2 separate regions of the Mus musculus genome follow, and region 2 is linked to region 1. The links are chromatin contacts, called in public Hi-C maps. All regions are on one chromosome and are shown on one strand. Each heading gives the region's core, a stretch centred on a gene start, on an enhancer-like site or on the middle of the called end of the contact. The rest is flanking DNA. Distances are from core to core; before and after follow the strand shown. Region 1 has its middle 26 kb from the start of Gm16578. Region 2 holds the start of Cltb (clathrin, light polypeptide (Lcb)).

What was found. A called contact is a pair of places that touch in the nucleus more often than the background predicts.
Region 2: a contact with region 1 is called in a Hi-C map of uterus, with 6 times the contacts expected there. The contact joins the promoter of Cltb here to the enhancer-like site in region 1. A contact is called at or near these places in 11 of 39 promoter capture datasets (the 3T3-L1 cell line, the C10 cell line, cranial neural crest and 6 more), 2 of 15 datasets of contacts at CTCF or cohesin (large pre-B cells and pro-B cells), 17 of 484 Hi-C or Micro-C datasets (B cells, the Ba/F3 cell line, the N1E-115 cell line and 11 more) and 10 of 115 datasets of contacts at active chromatin or transcription factors (DN3 thymocytes, the HPC-7 cell line, the NIH/3T3 cell line and 7 more).

The regions. Positions count from the first base shown.
Region 1 is chr13:54,247,572-54,251,090 of GRCm38.p6, reverse strand. No RefSeq gene overlaps it. Among named protein-coding and RNA genes, the nearest start is that of Gm16578, 26 kb to the right of the region's middle. Within about 2 kb of position 1,545, at least 67 of the 459 cell types and tissues checked have an H3K27ac peak or open chromatin away from gene starts, as enhancers often do. A contact at or near this core is called in the NIH/3T3 cell line, adipose-derived mesenchymal stem cells, astrocytes and 4 more, where this site is marked.
Region 2 is chr13:54,609,384-54,612,902 of GRCm38.p6, reverse strand. It overlaps Cltb (clathrin, light polypeptide (Lcb)), which reads left to right and starts at 1,530. Exons shown (of 6, transcript NM_001347512.1): 1 at 1,530-1,825. The coding sequence starts at 1,639.

The DNA of each region.
Region 1 (3,519 bases), core at 296-2,795:
AGCAAGGATATAGACAACCTCGAGATGCTGGAGGCTGGGAGCCTCCCAGGGGGCACACCCTGACTTGTACCATAACTTAGCTCCTTGGGTCCCCACTTGCTCCCCCCCCGAACCTAACCGGCATCTATATGGTTTTTTACACCCTTAAGCATGTGGCCGTTTGCTACGGTGGCAGAAGAAGCAGCATAAACACTGTAGTAGCAGACACACTCCTTTCTGGATGCCTTGCTTCAGACTGCTCTCTCCCCTCATTGGCCAAAGGGAGAACCATCTCTCAAGCTCTCTCCACTAATGGTCTCCTAAGCTGACATCGGTGACGCCTGCGATTTACCTTTGACCTTATCTTCTATCAAAACATTTCCTCACATACGGGCCTCTGCTTCAGGGCCACCTCCTCCGGGCAGTCTGACTCATGACCCTTTGATACTTTGTCAGTCGTCCCCCCCCCACACACTTTTGTACATTTCCTATAGATGTGAACTACACTGGAATGTCAGTTGTGTGCTCCTTTGGTGTCTGGTGACCGGAAGCCAAATGCACAAGCCTGGTGTCAATTTGGCTTGAGACTTGCACAAAGCACGTGGCAAGTCAGATGAATGCATGGCCGACAACGGATGTGAGGGCCAGGGAGAAGCTCCTAAAGATCATTGTTGGGAATCCCTTTTGATGGCTGGCTTCTCCCAGTTCCTGCCACAGCTGCATTCAAAGCTCTGGCCTGGTGGATGGAAGAGGCGGTGCTGAGCCTTGCCCCTCCTCACTGTCTCCCACCGTCATACAAGTTAGAAACAGGGCCCTTGTCTTCAAGGGGAGCTGTCTGCAGTGATGGAGGCCTGACAGGATCCTAGTGAAGAGGTCTTTCATTGATCAGGATCGCAGGGCCCACAGACCGTCGTGTGAAGAAGGAGCCATGTTCTAGTGCTTTGAACACTTGGGATCCACGTATCCCCACATCTTGCATTACTATAATTAATGCAAACAGCATCCGGGAGTGAAAATGTTGCCATAACAACAAACCTAAATCACGTGGGACTGGCCCAGGGGATGGGCAGTGGGAGGAAAGGGCATGGAGATCCCAGGTAGGGAAGCTGGGACTCACACTGTGTGGTTGCAGAACAGTTAATGGCCTGTCTCTTAGAGTAGTTTGGAAGATGGGGGGCTATGCCCCTGGGGAGGTGTGAATCCCGAAAGCTCTTGGGTACCTCTTTGTGCTGTGCTGTGCTCTCTATAGTGTGCTAGTCTAAAAACATCCTGAACCCAGGGAAGGACTGTTCAAGATATGGGCAGAAAGGGAGGAACGTCATTAAAAAAAACAAAAACAAAAACAAAAAACCCTCTCTGGGCTAATTTTTTTTTTTAATTCGTCTGTGGGGATATCAGAGATTTCTATAGGGCTTGAATACCCATATATTCCCCAGGTCTAATTTCATAAAAGCTCTTTCTGTACCAACATATGATTTTGGTAAATACCACCTTTGGATATAAATAGAACTCTGGACCCACATGTTGGCTGAGTCTCCAGTGGCAGGATTGGGCTGCACTGAGTCACCTTCTCTCCAGATGTCTCATCCTGGAATCTGTGGCCTGGGTCTGCTGCCGGTGGAGAGCTGGACCCGAGGGACGCAGATTCCTCTGAGCTTTAACATCCACCACTTTCCCAGGACCACACAGCTAGTGAATGGGGGAATCAACTCCTGGGAAGCCAGCTCCCCTGGTTCTGGGAACTTGCCATTTAATGACCAGCAGTGCCTAGGGCCCCTGTTGCACCAGAGCCTGGCAATTAGAGAAAGTGTGTACATGTGTGAGTGTGCTCAGGATAGCTGAGTGTTGTCACCACGGAAGCTACATTCCTGTTCTTGGTAAGGGAAGCACTGCTGGCCAGAGAGCTGCCTGAGGGCACGTGAGCTTGTCCAGGAAAATCTTTACTGATGATACAGCTGGACTTGGAGACTCCCAGGGCTTGGCAGTGTTCACTCAGGAAATAGTTGTCAGCGCTGGGACTAGCAACAGCTGAGGCTCATATTTCTGCACAGAGGGCTCTGTCTCTCCCGATACCTCCCATGCATTCACTCAGTCTACTTGGTCTTCCACAAGCCTCTCATTGAACTCTGCTCATCCCCAAGAAAGGACACTGCCTGTTCCTTCCCCAGGCCCACCTTTCCATGTTTGGTGATACAGAGTCAGACTCAGGGACCAGAAAGCATGTGTGTGTGTGTGTGTGTGTGTGTGTGTGTGTGTTGGGGGCTTGATTCCCAGCGCAGACTCGCTGATTTAGCTTGTGACATGAACCTTGGCTGGCCCTGGGTTCCTCAGATCCTTTGCCCTACTCCCTGGAGGACCTATTCTTTCTTCATTATGAGTGGCATTCTCCAAGCTAGCCCGCCGAGGTTGCGTGTGAGCAGACACCAGACATTTAGATTCACGGCTGATCACAGATCGTCCATCACAGAGGCAAAGCGATTACCCTGAGAGAAGAAGCGCCCTGACCCCCTCCCTCCGACCCCAGGCTGCTTCAGACTTGCTGAATCCAACCCTCTAGGCTCCCCTTGTTTCCTCTCAGCTTCCTGATAGATTAACTTTACTCAAGTCAGTGTTCAGAGCTTGCAGTCAGCGTTTCCTGATGATGCAGACCGAAGCTGAGGCAGACAGTGGAACGGTCAGTATTTCTCAAAGCCTTCCTCTAAGCACCATAGCGCAGGACACACATAGACTGTGCTGGCCCCACAGTCCCGGGGCTGCTGAGAGGCGGCGGAGAGACGAAATGGTGCAGACCCCTCAGCCGGCACTCCACTCTTGTTAGGTGAGAAACCCCTAACGGCTAATTCAGTTGGCACTCAGAAGCCTTGCTCAACTATCCTCTCATCTCTCTTCAATATAAGATTGAGAAATGGCCTGGGTTGTCTTTTTCTGGTTGTAGCTCAGATCATTGTTAACAGTCAATTAATCAACACTTTTCCTAACAGAGCTTTGGGATTGGTGTTTCCCCCTCTCCCAAGCCGAAGTCAGATTAACGCGGCATCTTTTAGAAATTGAACAGTGATTTAGCCCATTACTAACTTGTGTTTGGCAGATGAATGTCTCCAAGAAACTCTTAAGGACATTAAAAACAATCTTACACACACGTTAGGGAAGCCATGACTCCAGGTGGAAAGAATTTACTTAAAACTCCCACAGCGTAGATAGGATGACTTGATGCTGCCTCTGCCTGTCTCCTTAGCCTTGGTCTCCTTCTGTCTAACCTAGTAGCTAAGACTCTGTAACCCTCACCTGGGGTGGTTCTGCCTTGTTTAGGTGGTGCCAGCTCTAGCCAAATGGGTATTATGGTCCTGCTCTGCCCCCTGGTGGATGCTCATGCCCTGATGCTCTGGGTGCTGGCAGTTTGGCTGGGACTTTCAAGCTGGTAGCCGTGGGTGTGTTGGAGCCTAGCCTAGTGGCATGGCTTCTAGTTTCTGGAGAAATGACTGTTTCAGCATGCCGAGACACACTGTAGCTGTTGCAGGTCTTGTTTACTCACGGTATATA
Region 2 (3,519 bases), core at 281-2,780, 360 kb before region 1:
TCCTAAACCAATTCAATTCTGAAAAACCACATGAAGGCTCACAGCCATTTGCACAGCTACAGTGTCCTCACATAAATATATAAATAAATAAAAAAATTTCAAGTGGGGGAGGGGAACTGTTAGGGAGGGGATACCTGGGAGGCGTGAGATATGTGAGGGGGGAGCATATGCTCAAAATGCATTACTTGTTTGTATAAAATGACAAAGAGGGCTGTAGAGATGGCTCAGTGGTTAAGAGCACTGACTGCTCTTCCAGAGGTTCTGAGTTCAATTCCCAGCAACCACATGGTGGCTCACAACCATCTGTGATGTGATCTTGGTGCCTTCTTCTGTCCTACAGGCATATATGCAGGCAGAACACTGTATACATAATATATATATATGTATATGTATATATATATATATATATATATACACATATACACACACACACACACACACACACACACACACATATATACATATATATATATATATAAATTGACAAAGACTAAAAGAGAGGTACTCACCTGGCAGTGGTGGTGCTCGCCTTTAATCCCAGCATCCTAGAGGCAGAGACATGTGGATCTTTATGAATTTGAGGCCGGCCTTATCTACAGAGTGAGCTCCAGGATCAGCCAGGGATACATGGAGAAACCCTGTCTTGAAAAACAAAAACACAACCAAAAAAGATACTGTATTTTTGAAAAAGGTCTCCGGGTAGTGGTGGCGCATGCCTTTAATCCCAGCACTTGGGAGGCAGAGGCTGTTAGATTTCAGAGTTCGAGGCCAGCCTCGTCTTCAGAGTGAGTTCCAGGACAGCCAGGGCTATACAGAAAAACAGTCTCGAAATACAAAAAAAAAAAAAAAAAAAAAAAAAAATCACTACTTTGAAGCCAGCCTCAGCTATACAAGAATTTGAGGTCAAACAGGCTACTAAAAAACAAAACAACAACAACAAAAACCGCGAAAGTAATTGCAATGTGCAATGCGAGTTTGGCATACAATCTGCTGTCACAATACGTATATTAATTACCAAAGAAAAAAGCAGGCTCCACCTGTACTGTACTGAGTAATCAACGGGAACCTAACCAATAATGGGACAAACTGACCCTCTGCTCTAAGAACTAGAGAAAGAGCTCAAATTGAAAGACAAAACAATCAGCCAGTTAGTTGCCTTAAGGAACATCAATGTCACCAGACAGGGAGAAAGAGGAACAGTCCCTGATTTCAGGGGCTCATCACACAGATAGGGCGGCGGGATGCTTTACTCAGTCCTGAGAGAACAAGGCTCTGCTGTGCGCGCCTGGCACTCAAGCCTTTCCCAGCCTCAGCTCCCTCCTCCTACGCAGGAAGAGTACTCTTGTATCACGCAGCTCACAAAATCAGCTCTGGGAGAAACTTTTCGGTTCAATGCACCCGGTGCCAGCCCAGTGCTGCTGGCACGCTCTGGAGCCGAAGGTGGGCTTCGGGGGCTCGAACCGAGGGCGGGGCGACCACCCAGCCCCGCGGGCCCCGCCCTCGGCCGCTGACGTCACCGCATTCCCGCCGCGACTCCTCCCGCCGCCGCTGCAGCCGCAGTGACAGGCAAGCCGGGCGGGTGACGGGAAGTGCGGGCCGCGGGCGCGGGCGGGAGGTGACAGCAGCCACGCGGGGAAGATGGCTGAGGACTTCGGCTTCTTCTCATCGTCGGAGAGCGGGGCCCCGGAGGCCGCCGAGGAGGACCCAGCGGCCGCCTTCCTGGCCCAGCAGGAAAGCGAGATTGCTGGCATCGAGAATGACCCGGGTTTCGGGGCACCTGCCGCCAGCCAGGTGGCCTCTGCGCAGCCGGGACTCGCGAGCGGGGGTGAGTCAGCGCAGCGGCCTGGAACCGGGGAGGCTGAGGCCACCACCGGGGGCGGGAGGCCCAGTCTCGGTCAGACCCGGCCTGGGTCCCTGCTGTACTCTGAGTCCGGCTATCCAGGGTGACCAAGGGTACCTCGGGGGGCTGTGTGTATCCGTGAGGCCTGGGAAAAGAGGAAGGAGCCGGGAGATGAGTTGGAATCTGCGCTGAGACTGGATCTGCTGACTCTGGGGACAGGAATTTAGTCATGACATTTCATCCCCAGGCCAGCTTCTCCACCCTGGCTCTGGAACCCTCCCCCTGCTCAGTTCTGAGACTGTCCCAGTGTCCTAGCTAAGTGATACAGGTGTGGGACGGACACGTCCTCCTGACGTTAGCGTTAGCGTTCCTTTCTGCAGGGAAGCAGGGGGCGCTCAGAGAACTCGCAGCTCATCCTTTGGGGATCACCTGCAGTCCTGCAGCAGTGCGGGAGACAATGTTAATTACATATAATAATTTCATACACGTTACTGAACCCATTTTAGAACTGGCTTCAAAGGGTACACTATTAAAACAACTAGGAAGTAGCAATAAAGAATTCAACCCCTTCTTTCGGATGCTGAATTCTTCCTGTCCAGACCTCACAGTCCTTCATGGGCCCGACTGTAAGTCTAGGCAGGGGCACAAATGGCCAAGAGCTGTGCCCTTCCTGTTTGTAACTGTTTGTTTAGTGGATTTACAAAGGTGGCCCGGACCTCTGCGTGTGGCTTCAGACATAAGGGTTCAGGACCTTTTTCCTGCATTGTTATGTTTATCATTGATACTTCTGCCCCAAGGAACAATTTCTTATAAATATATTTAAATATTTAGTACAAATATGGACCTTCATGGTGACCCTCCTAGTAGACCTTGTTATTTTTTGGTGTCATGTTAAAGAGGTTTAATGGTCCTGTTGGAAATAAATATTGTATGTATACATTCATCTTTCTTTCCTTCCACACTTGCTGTGTTGCCGTCCCCACTGGGAACACAGAAGGAAGAAACTGTATCTATGGCCCAGCGTTTGAAGAAACTCTGACATAAGTGTAATAAGCCTTTTGTAACATACACGGAACTGGAGTTTGAGGGGCTATCAGGATGGCTTGTCAAGTAAATGTAAATCAGCCCAGCCTGGTGACACCTGAGCTCACGCCCTGGAACCCTCATGGCGGTAGATAGAACTCACTCCCACAAATTGTCCCCCCGACCTCGCATACATGCCTGCACCACACACACACACACACACACACAAACACACACAAGTAAAGAAAATATAAATAATAATAATTAAAAAGAAAAAACTGGAGTTTGAATGTCTTGCCTAGGGCCACACAGCCGTGAGTGATAGGTCTGGGGCTTGATTTCAGGCCTCCTAGTTATGATCTTCCAAAGGGCAGCTGTGCTGGTCTCCTTAGGAGATGATTGGATACAGCAGGGAGAAGCAGGGGCCTATCCAAGCCAGCCATGCAGCTCTGAAATAGCAGCTCTCAGTCCCTCAGCCCTTCATTGTCCCTGGGAACCTCCTAAGTTCCTGTATGGAACTCACTTGTCCATGGTCACCCCTTGGGAACAGTCCTTTCCCTCATTAGGAGGTCCCAAGTTGTTAGCAACTCAGGAGAAAGACAGATGCAGTTCCAGCTGAGGATAGCCACAGGAGCCTGGGATTTTGCAAGTTGTAG